2 separate regions of the Sus scrofa genome follow, and region 2 is linked to region 1. A link is a contact called in public Hi-C data. All regions are on one chromosome and are shown on one strand. The core of a region is the stretch at or near the end of the contact, and the rest is flanking DNA. Distances in the headings are between cores, read along the strand shown.

Region 1 (5,996 bases), core at 263-2,762:
TTAGACACCGCCCATGCAGAGAAGCGTCCTTGAAGGCTGAGGTCCAAAGGCAGGTGGACAGAAGGACCCGAGGAGAGCCCCCTTAGAGACTCACACCAGAGCTCATAGTAGTAGGTGCAGCAGCCGGTCTCCCCGCAGCAGTGACCACTCTCACAGAGGTAGGGCTGGTTGTTCACTCCTGGGCACAGCTCTCGAAGCTGGGAGCAAGGAGGCACTTGGAGCCAAGGGAGATTCCAGCCCAAGGCACTGTCCACCCCCACCCCCTACATATACAAACACAATCCCACCCTGTCAATGGAGTAATCTATGGGGCGGGGGATAGTCAAGTGTCAAATATCTGAAGGGCTGCCAGCATAGAAGAGGATTTGGAATAGCAAGAATCAGTCTAGAGAATAAGCTGCAAGTGGTGGACATTCCGAGGGGTAGATTTCAGCTCTGCACATAGGAGACTTTTTTCATACACACGTCTGACTCCCTGGGGTGTTTGCTGCTAAGGGAGTGTTTTGGTAGAAGTCAGAAGACAGTCTGAGCTATCTTAAAGTCTCAAGACAACGGGTAAAGGGTTTAAGGTAGTTTCCAAAGCTAAAATGTTTTCCTCATTCCCCATAGTCTGCCAGTCTCCACCCCCAAGAGGGATTTTTCCACCCTGGGTCTCAGGCTTCCTAGGGTAGGGGGTGGAGGGCAGTGTGAGACCCAGGACAGGGCTCCCAACCAGAGGGGAATGCTGTGGATGATAAATGATGGCATCCAGGGCGCGAGTCTGGGCTCCAGCTCTTCTCCAAATTGCTCCCTCAAGAGAAGACGCTGCTGGACTCTGTTGTGACAATAGGCACACAGAAAAACATCACAAATAACTGTTGCAAGACAGAGGGAGCTTCCCTGGGGCCTCGCTATGCCCCTGGTCACTGGAGTGCCACTGCAAACTTCCACTGCAGCCAAGAGATGGGGTTTATGAAGCTGCAGGCAAAGTCAACTGCGTCTATGTTAAAGTTTAGACAAAGAGTGGAAGGGGCATATCTGGGAACTTCACAGTACCTTTGTCTCCGTGAGTTCCTCCCCACCCCACAAAAGGAAGGGACAAGGAAACAGGAAAAAGAAATAAATGGCTGTCGCGATAGGTTTTTGGAGCTGTTGGGATACCTGCTGTTGCGGCACTCGAAGTGCCCCCCAGGCCTCCTCGCTTCCGTTCCCGCCGCTGGCACGAGCCATGCCTCCACCTACAGCCCCCTGAAAACCACAGCCTCCTCTACTGCCAGCTGCCCCGCCCCTGCCACCTCTGCTGCCACCGCCATGGTCCCTGCCCGGCCCATCTTCTCTGCCGCCACCATCACTCCCCGACCGGAGATTCCATCCAGCGAGAGCTCTGCCAACTAGCACCTAGGTTGTTCCGTCCTACCAATCCGCGTCACCCTTCGACAGACCAGCCAATGGGAACGATCACAGGCTTATCCCTGTGACCAATCTACAGCAGCGCCTCCGCCACTCTCCCAGACGACAAGCGCTTGCACAGACAAAGAGCGGGGTAAGATTCGACCCATGGCCCTGAGTGACAGCGACGACAGCCAATGTGAACAACAGAACCGGCTTTGAGTTATCAGCCAATGAATGGCCGCCCGGGACAGCAAAGTTCCCGCTGATTGGCTTGAGCTCTATTTTCGGGGTGACGCCAAAACCCTGACCACTCCAGGTAATCCCGCTGGAAGAGGCGGGGTCCCAGCAGCCCACCCGGAGTCTGGCTGCTTAGCGGCTACTGTTCCCTGGAGTCCACGCAGGCTCCGATGGGGGCAAGATGTGTGTACAGGGAATTGGCCTGCCCATACCCCGTTCCCCCAATTCTGTACAAGTCAGGGCACCGGATGAAATTTAATACGGTGAGGAAGACACTGAAAACAGGGGACAGAGAAGGCGCAGAGTCCGAGTTGGGTGAAGGCTTTAAGTAGCCAAAAGTGGGGATCCGGGGCCCTCAGGTCCACCCAGCCGCATCTGCAGGTTGATGCGGTAGCACTGAAGGCTGCAGAGTGCTTGGCCGGTGCGGGAGCAGGCGTAGCGTCGCGGATGGGGGCAACCGGGGACAGAGCATCGAGGAGGAGGGCCAGATGGGGATGGCCGCTGAGACACAGGTGCGGGGGCCGGAACGCCAGGTGGGAAGGAAAGGGTGGAACCCTGTGCCCCGCTACTGTAGCGCACCATGGGGGCCGGGGCTGCAGTCCGCCCTCCCCGCCGCTCGCCCCGCGCAGCCCCTCGGCCTCCTCGCCCGCTGGGCGCCGCAGTCTTGGTGAGGCGCTCAATAGTCTGGTTCTTGTGCTCCTCTGCCCGCCGAGCCGCCTGCAGCCTCCTCTTCCGCGCCCGCTCCTCACGCTTCAGCAGCATCTCCTCTGTGAGAGCTGGGGCCGGGCAGCCCCCAGCCACAGGTAGTGACAGCATTGGGGAAGGCTGGCTCCGAGCCTTCTGCAGCAGAGCTCTCTAGGGAGAGCCAGATGAGAGGATGTCAGAATAGGGGGAAGAGAGGTTTGAGTGGGGCAGAGGCAAGAGGGGACATGGAAAGTGGGTCTTGAGAGCAGTCCCTGAAGAAGGGGTGGCATGAACACCCTCTCCAGGAGCCCTTCATACTGCCTTCTCCCAAGGTCTCCAGACTTTCAGCTTTAGTTCCTTGACTCTACTTGCATTAGTAATGTTACCTGCCTGCCCTGCGTACCAACACTCTGTAATAGCTCTCGGGAGGCTTTTTTGTTGTTGTTTTTAAAAAAATCTTTTTATCTCAGTGAATAGCATCAACTGGATAAATGCTCAACCCTCAAACTCAGGATTAACACTGATTCCTCTCCTTCCCCCAACAAGTGTCTATTTCCTAAACATCTCCAGAATCCATCTGATTTTTTCCATCTCCACAACTTCATCTTGGTTCAAGCCAACACCACCCCACCTCAACCTGCACCCCAACTCTCTGCACCCTAGGCAAGTGGAAGTTCCTGAACACAGTCAGCAGTTGCAACTGGCGCCACAGCTGCGGAAACAGGATCCTTAACCCACTTGAGTCACATGAGAACTTCCCTACACACCATCTCTTACTTGACTACTCAACCAGCTTCCTACCTGGTCTTGTTTCTATCCCTTACCACCACTAAGAAACCAAAGTAAACTACTGAACTATAAATCAAACATTTCACTTCTATACAAATAATCCTTTCATGGTAGTCACAACTTAGTCGTCTCCTTGACCATTATTCCACTCTGAGCCACTGCCCTTGCAGGTCTCCCTGCCTGGAAAGCTCCTCTGGTATTAGAAATGTTATCTCTTAAGAGAGATCTTCCAACACTACTACCCTCTCTAATGTTGTTTCTTTTCTACTATTTTCTATTTCATCACCCTATTTTCATTATAACCCTTACAGGGTTTTTTTGTTTTTTTGGGGTTTTTTTGGTCTTTTTGCCTTTTCTAGGGCCGCTCCAGCAGCATATGGAGGTTCCCAGGCTATGGGTCTAATTGGAGCTGTAGCTGCAGGCCTACACCAGAGCCACAGCAATGCGGGATCCGAGCTGCGTCTGTGACCTACACCACAGCTCAGGGCAATGCTGGATCCTTAACCCACTGAGCAAGGCCAGGAATCGAACCTGCAACCTCATGGTTCCTAGTCGGATTCGTTAACCACTGAGCCACGACGGGAACTCCAGCCCTTATAGCTTTTTGAAATTACTTATTTACTGTTTACTTATTTACACCAACACAGACACATGCACAAGTGCCAGTTCCATGAGAACAGAAATCTTGTCTGTCCTTCCACTGCTGATATTCTTGCTGCCTAGCAAAGTTCTTGGAACACAGAAAGTTCTCCATGTGTATTTGGTAACTGAATAAAGAATGAACCAACTTACCTGTCGGGCAGTGAGCAGCCGTTCATTGATTTCCTTCTTGAGATCTCCATTGTCATCAAGCTCCCCCTTCTCCAAAGCATCCAGCCACCTCTGTTCCTCCTCTTCCTCCTGACCCCCTAGGCTCCCGGACAGGTCCCGAAGTGGGGAGGGGGACAGATTACTGTCTTCATCTGGAAAGGAAAGGTGGAGAGCTAAAGTAGAATTGTTCAGATGGGGAACCCAATTCGGCCAAGTTAGTACTGGGACACTCAAAATCCTCACCTTCCTCAGAACAAACCTCCTTCCCTTAACCAGATATAATGAGAAACCCAATTTTTCCACCTCCAAATCCTTCTCACCCAGCCAGGCACGGTACTGCTCAAGGGGAACTCCTTCCATAGGTTCCTCTTCGTTGTCCACAACCATAAGGGGAGAAGGTGAGCGAGGGCCCTCAGGGATCACAGTGAAGGTAGGAACACTGCAGAGAAGCAACAACTCTGTAAGCTGAGCAATCAATTGTCTCTCCCTGCTCAATCCGTCCAGCCTTCCCTACACCCTTTTGGGTTCTTGCTCCATTAATCTGGGCCCTGAAGTCACAGTGTCCATTCTCCGTCTACTAGAAAGCCCAGCCAGCGTCTCCTATCTCTACCTGTTTCTAAAGTCCCCCAGGTAAAACCTTGCTTTCTTGATCTCACCTCTTGGTGCCCAGGACCTGCCCGCCCAGCTTGATTTTGAGTTTGAGCTGGGGCTTAGCAGGAGACGGCTGCGTGGGCCCAGCCTCCTCTTCCTGGTAGTGTTTCTTCTTGTGCTTCTTCTTGTGCTTCTTGTGCTTTTTCTTGTGCACTCCGTGGCCGTGGGCACCTGCCAGACTCAACTCCAGGGCTTCCCCTGCGGAAGGAGAGCCTGTCAACCGTGTATAGCGGGAGCCGGGCAAGGAAAGCGCTGAAGAACCCACTACCCCCGAGGGGTCCTACTCTTCCTGCGGTGTTCGTTGTTACCATAACAACGGCCCCGCCTTTCTCCTTCCCACCTGTAGCGAGGCGCCCAGACATCTCCGAGAAGCAAGAAAGAGATTCCTTTTCTGCGAAGGCCTAAGCTGCTTTATCGACCCGCTCTTACCCGGCTCAGGGGCCTCCATAGCCCCAGAGGTGCTCCCGCGCCGCCACAGCTTACTCATGGGGCCCTGCGAGGAAAGGGGGCTGGAAATAGTCCGAACACATGCAGACACACCTTTTCCGCCCCGCGGAATAACTTAACTCCAGTAAAAAAAAATCGGCTACTTCCGGTGCGTAGCAACCATGCTTGTGCGGGGCACACTTTGCGGCTAAAATTCTCCGGGAGAAACAACAGTCCTTCCAGCAAAAGTTCCGGTATCTCTGAGGGCCGGACCGCTCGAACTGGCGGGAGCTGTCAGCTGGCTCCGCATCGCCACAATTAAGATCAGAACTCAGCGCGGGCGATTCAATTATTGTTACACTCAAGCGTGATGGACGTATGGTCCGGACCAAATTCGGATCCAGGTTATGAGAATACAAAGATGAGTATGAGCACTTCTCTCTGCCTTGAAGGAATGTGCAGTTTGGAGGAGTACGTAAGATAACGATATTGCGGGCAAAATGGCAGAAAGCCTTGACAGTACAAGTGCCCCAAAGCAGGGCAAATGGTTTTTAAGCCCAAATTTTCATCAGTAGAGAAATGGTTAAATGAATTATGGTGCCTCTGTCCAATCTAGAACAGCCTGTTGCTAACAAAAGCTAAAAACTGGTAAGTAATTGATAAGATCGACATGGAAATTAGATCCTAGTGGATAATAGTATTGGAAACAATCTAAGTGTGCCTCTACTGAAATACCAAAAAAAAAAAAAAAAAATCATGAATTTGATACATCTATACAATGGGAAGCTATGTTGCTATAAAAAGAAATGAAACCCCAGAAGGCTACTCAAGGAACTGGTGACAGCAATTCCAATGGATGGTTGAGGGCAAAGGGAAATTTATTCTTCATAAAATACCCTTTCGTGCCTACTGAAGTTTGTATAAAACATGTGCATGCTTTACTTAGTTAAAAAAAAAGGCAACAGGAGTTCCTGTCGTGGCGCAGTGGTTAACGAATCCGACTAGGAACCATGAGGTTGCGGGTTCGG
Region 2 (5,840 bases), core at 2,326-4,825, 100 kb after region 1:
TTTGCAAGATACTTTAATTTTGTGTGGTCATTAAAACCCAATAGGTAATTTAGGTATGATAATATAAAGACAGGCAATTAAAATCTCAAATATTACTCTAAAATCAAAGACATGAAAAAACTTTTATTCATATTTCATTTACATTGTTAGAGATCAGGACCTTACTATAGAAAATACTCAGTTACTATATATGATTGCTCCAGAAAATAAGGAAGCTTCAGAAATTATAAAAGGGGTCAAGATCCATAGTAGGTTTTCATCAATGCTTTTCTAGTTTCAATTCTTCATTCATAGTAAACAAGACTCTAACCTCAGCAAACTTCCCTGGATCCTTTCCAGTCAAGAAGATGGTATCTTTAACTTGTACTTGACCTTGTCTTCCAGTTGATGGTATCTTGTATCATTTCAGTGATGAACCCTTTGACAAGGCCTTCAAGAATATCCCCCGGCTCAGTATTAGGATTCTGATCATCCCCAAATCCTTACATTGTATGTTGTAATTCTTAAAAAAAAAGTCTTTTACCAGGTTAACTTCTGCACCCCCTCCGCTTTCTTTATTTTCTTCCTCAAAGATGGGGTTTTCTTCCCTACCTTCTCAAGAACATTTTTATTCTTCAGGTCTGTTCTTGATGTCTTGCCAGTGCTATTCAGACCTGGACTCAGTTGTATGGCTGGGGTGCCAGGTTTGGAACAGAGCTGGATGCAGTGCTAAAGTCTCACCAAGTCATTGCTCAGAGTCATTGTGTCATGACAGGAGCAGGAGGGTCCCACTTAAAAGGAAATCTGCATCACTGCTTCTCTGGTTAGATTTGGATGAGTGTTGGGGCGACGTGATTGCTAATGGCAGTCTCGGAGGATGGAGGGAGAAAAGGGACTTTGTCTCCAGGTGGCGTTAGGAGTAAGCAGAGGCCTCTGGTCCCTTGCCGTCCTGAGTTTAGACATATGTCATCTTTTGGTTGTAATGTTTACATTACTTAACTTGATGAGATCATCAAGTCTTTCCTTGAAGCCCAGAGTCAACTTGGGATGAATGGCCATTTCCTGAGATTCTTTGTATATCTCAGATACCTGCCTTACCCACTTGAGGTAATTTTGCAAAGGAATGTTAAAGTCAAAAACATCACCCTGAGGTATGAAGCAAATGCCAGTGAAAGCCCTATGTCCAGTGTCATCCTGGAGCCAGATTACAAAATAGAAACTTGGGAATTCCCGTCGTGGCGCAGTGGTTAACGAATCCGACTAGAAACCATGAGGTTGCGGGTTCGGTCCCTGCCCTTGCTCAGTGGGTTAACGATCCGGCGTTGCCGTGAGCTGTGGTGTAGGTTGCAGACTCGGCTCGGATCCCGCGTTGCTGTGGCTCTGGCTGTAGGCCGGTGGCTACAGCTCCGATTCAACCCCTAGCCTGGGAACCTCCATATGCCGTGGGAGCAGCCCAAGAAATAGCAACGACAAAAAAGACAAAAAAAAAAAAAAAAAAAAAAAAAAAAAAAACAAAATAGAAACTTGAATCTGTCACTGTCTCTTCTGCTGGTGTCTGAGCAGAGAGCATCACTGATACTTGACACTTGAGTTGATGTAGGCAGTGATTTTAAAGTGATTTGGATGTGAACAGTCTAAGCAGGTTGGTCTGAGTTTCAGCCTTTAGCCACTATTGGAGGCCCCGGGAAGAATCCGGTAGACACTGACATCCAGCTTCATGTGCAGGACAAAGCTTGTACTCTTGACTGGGCTGCTGTCTTGGCTTTGCTCTCCATGCCTATTAAGTTCCCTTTAATCTCTAGGTTCATTCTTTCTTCCTTTTTAAAAAAATGTATGGCCACACCTGTGGCATATGGAAATTTCTGGGCCAGAGATTGAATCTGAGCCACAACTGAGTCTTATGCCACAACTGTGGCAATGCTGGATCCTTTTAACCCACTGTGCCTGGCTGGGGATTGAACTTGTACCTCTACAGCAATCCGATCCACTGCAGGCAGATTCTTTTTTTTTTTTTTTTTTTTTTTTTTTTAAGGGCCGCACCCACAGCTAATGGAGGTTTCCAGGCTAGGGGTTGAATCAGAGCTGCAGCTACCAGCCTACTCCACAGCCACAGCAACTGTAGATCAGAGCCGCATCTGTGAGCTTCATCACAGCTCAGGGCAACGCTGGATCCTTAACCCACTGAGCGAGGCCAGGGATTGAACCTGCAACCTCACGTTTCCTAGTCAGATTCCTTTCTGCTGCGCCATGACAGGAACTCCCTGAAGGCAGATTCTTAACCCACTGCACCACAGCAGGAACTCTAGGTTCTTGCTTGCTTGCTTTTCTCTAATAATTTGTTGAAGGAACTATTTCTCAGAGTCTATTTTTTTTTTTCCTTAAATGCCTCCTCATGATGTTAATAAATTCCTCTACCTTTCATATTTCCTGTGAATTATTAGTTAGACTAGTTAGATTTAGAAGAGTGATTCTCCAGGTGTGGTCCCCTGACCAACGACATTAGCCTGGGGACTTGAGGGAGATGCTAATTCCTACTCCCCCAGAGAGCCTGGCCATCAAGTTCACCATCTTGGTGAGGCCTAGCATCCCGTTTTTGTGAACTCACTCACTGAAGTAGAAAGGTCAAAATAGCTGGAGTGGGAAGGATGAAATACTGGAGAAGGTAGTCTTGATGGAATGACATGCAGAAATTTCTTTTTTTTTTTCCTAAAAATTAGAAATTTGGAGTTCACATCGTGGCTCAGTGGTTAACGAATCCAACTAGGAACCACGAGGTTGCGGGTTCGATCCCTGGCCTCGCTCAGTGGATTAAGGATCTGGCGTTGCCGTGAGCTGTGGTGTAGGTCACAGACACAGCTCGGATCCCGAGTTGCTGTGGCTGTGGTGTAGATCGGAGGTTACAGCTCTGAAATCGACCCCTAGCCTGGGAACCTCTATATGCCATGAGAGTGGCCCAAGAAAATGGCAAAAAGACAGTAATAATAATAATAATAATAATTAGAAATTTAATTTTTTTTTGGCATTATGTCAGAGTAAATGGAATGAAATGGTGGGTTTTTTGGTTAAACAGTTAAATTAGCTGACAACGTACTTGGGAGACTATGATTGTTAATGGTCCAATGTTCCCTTCCTTTCTTGGAGAAATGAGGGGCCAAGTATTCACTCTCCCTTAATGCTTAGGCCATCAAATCTTTTTTTTTTTTTTAAAGATTTTTATTTTTTCCATTATAGTTGGTTTACCGTGTCTGTAAATTTTCCACTGTGCACCAAAGTGACCCAGTCACACATACATATATACATTCTTTTTCTAGGCCATCAAATCTTGACACTTTTCTAAAAGACATGGTAGCTCAGATATGGAGGACCCTCCTTTGGAGTTTAGGTTTGCCTGTGTACTTGGCAGCCAAGGGCACTTGGCTTAGAAAGATCCTTGGCTGCATCCTTCACCTGCAGCAACAGCTTGTCAGTTTCCCATGAAGAGTAAAAGCCGGGCCTGTTTTTTTTTTTTTTTTACAGAAAAGCCCCTCCTGATCTTAGTGGAAAGGGTCAGCCCAGGACTGGCCTCCTGGCAGGCAGTCAAGTCTTAGACAATTGAGCAAGAATCGATTGGTGGAACTTCACTTTCATGAACTTAGAGAGTAAACACAACCTACCAACCAAGTTGTGAAATCAAACTTTGTTTTCCAAAGCCCCAGTATTTAACATAAATTACTTTAAATCTATCTTGATACTCCTTTCTACAAAATGCAAAGATCATGCATAGTTAACACTCATAGAATTGAACCCCGAAAGAGAATGGATTTTATTATATACAAATTTTTATTATTATTATTTGCTTTTTAGGGCCACACCCATGGCCAGGCTAGGGGTCGAATCGGAGCTACAGCTGCTGGCCTACACCACAGCCACAGCAATGCTGGATCCGAGCTGCGTCTGTGACCTGCACCACAGTTTACGGCAATGCCAGATCCCTGACCCACTGAGCGAGGCCAGGAATTGAACCCACGTCCTCACAGGGACAACATTGAGTCCTTACCCAATGAGCCACAATGGGAACTCCAATATGCTAATTTTATTTATTCATTATTGACGTGTTGTTCAATTACAGTATTAGGTTCAAGTGTACAATTAAAATATAGTGATTCAATACTTTATAGATATAAATTTAAGTGTATACGTTTTAAAAAGTGAATTAAAAAAAGAAAAGGAGCACTTAGATTAACAGAATGATAAAACATGACCACCGCTTGTTAGAATTTTCCGACATATTAACACAATGATATTGGAAATTAATTTTTCAGTGGAAGAAAATCCTCTTTCTCTATTTTGGAAGGTAGGTAGTTGGGCTCCTGTTTTAAATAAAGATATTCCCGAAAAAGAAGCATGCCCTGGAGTTGCTGTTATGGCTCAGTGGTAATGTGAATCCAGCTAGTAACCATGAGGACAGGGGTTGGATCCCTGACCTTGCTTAGTGGGTTAAGGATCTGTGTTGCTGTGAGCTGTGGTGTAGGTTGTAGATGCAGCTCAGATCCTGTGTTGCTGTGGCTGCGATGTAGTCCAGCAACTGTAGCTCTGATTTGACCCCTATCCTGGGAACTTCAATATGCCGCATGTGCAGCCCTAAAAAAAAAGAAAGGGAAAAAGAAAGAAATATGCCCGCTCACTTAAAGTCAGTCGGGGACAGAGTGAAAAGACTGAAATTTACCTATCCATTCTACTCCTGATAGACATTCAGGTTGCTTTCATGTTTGAGCACCTACAAACGGTGTTGTGTAAACATTCTTGTTTGTGTGCCCTGGAACACACATACACAAGTGAAAGTACTTGGTCACTCAAGTATGTGTATTTTCATCTTTATTAAACATTGTCACATTGTTTTTACATAGTGGCTGTATTGGTTTACACCCCCACCAGCAGGCTGGGTTCCCTTGGTTGGATTCAAGCGCATCCCCTTGGGGAGTGGGGGGGCGGGTAGACGAGTCTTGGGAAAAATGAGGAAGCCGGGCATGGGAGAGCCTTGGGTGCCAGTCCAAGGAGTTTAGACGTTATTTGACTGCCCTGGAAAGCCACTGTTGATACTGGACCAGGAAACAAAATGCAAAAATGAGGTTTTAGGAGTTCTCAATTGTGTTGTAGGGGAGAGTGGTGATGGTGGTGGGGTTGGGTTAGGCCAGCAGCAGGATGCAAGTTCAGAGAAGAGGGAGAATATTTGCGTGGAGAAGGCAAAAAGGGGGAACTGAGCAAATGCCAGGGGGCAGAGAACCAGAGCATCCCAGATCTACCAACTCTTGTCTTTAAATAATCAGGCTAGACTATCACACACTGCCAATAGGGGTGTGAAATACTGCAACCCCTCTGGAAAACACTGTGTGTTATTTAGCAAAGATGAAGATGCAGGGAGTTCCTGCTGCGGCCCAGTGGGTTAAGAATCTGACTGCAGGAGTTCCCATCATGGTGCAGCGGAAACAAATCCGACTAGCATCCATGAGGTTTCGGGTTCAATCCCTGGCCTCACTCAGTGGGTGAAGGATCTGATGTTGCTGTGAGCTGTGGTGTAGGCCGGCAGCTACACCTCCGATTGGACCCCTAGCCTGGGAACCTCCATATGCCTCAGGTATGGCCCTAAAAAGACAAAAAAAGAAAAAAAAAAAAAGAATCTGTAGCAGCTTGGGTCATATGCTGCGGGGCAGCCAAAAAAAGAAAAGAAAAAAAATCCTATAAATAAATAAGAAAATAGAATTATAGAATTATATTCATTTAAACATGGATATGGTTATCAATTCACAAAATGCCATTGTTCAATATTAAATGAAAAAAATTAAATCTCAGTAGGAATCAAAAACTGGTTCAAATGATGGAGG

What was found. Hi-C and Micro-C count contacts between places; a contact is called where the count stands out from the background.
Region 2: a Hi-C map of liver shows a contact between it and region 1, with 4 times the contacts expected there. A contact is called at or near these places in 2 of 5 promoter capture datasets (fetal liver and liver), 11 of 47 Hi-C or Micro-C datasets (alveolar macrophages, embryonic fibroblasts, epiblast stem cells and 7 more) and 1 of 2 datasets of targeted methods (skeletal muscle).

Annotation. Positions count from the first base shown.
Region 1 is chr3:68,583,194-68,589,189 of Sscrofa11.1, forward strand. It overlaps WBP1 (WW domain-binding protein 1), which reads right to left and starts at 1,513. Exons shown (of 4, transcript XM_003354758.3): 1 at 1,141-1,513; 2 at 95-197. The coding sequence starts at 1,209. INO80B (INO80 complex subunit B) reads right to left here and starts at 5,128. Exons shown (of 5, transcript XM_003124991.5): 1 at 4,972-5,128; 2 at 4,548-4,740; 3 at 4,212-4,330; 4 at 3,874-4,043; 5 at 1,845-2,463. The coding sequence starts at 5,029. The coding sequence ends at 1,933.
Region 2 is chr3:68,682,911-68,688,750 of Sscrofa11.1, forward strand. It overlaps the pseudogene LOC110260121 and the pseudogene LOC110260122. Among named protein-coding and RNA genes, the nearest start is that of DCTN1, 43 kb to the left of the region's middle.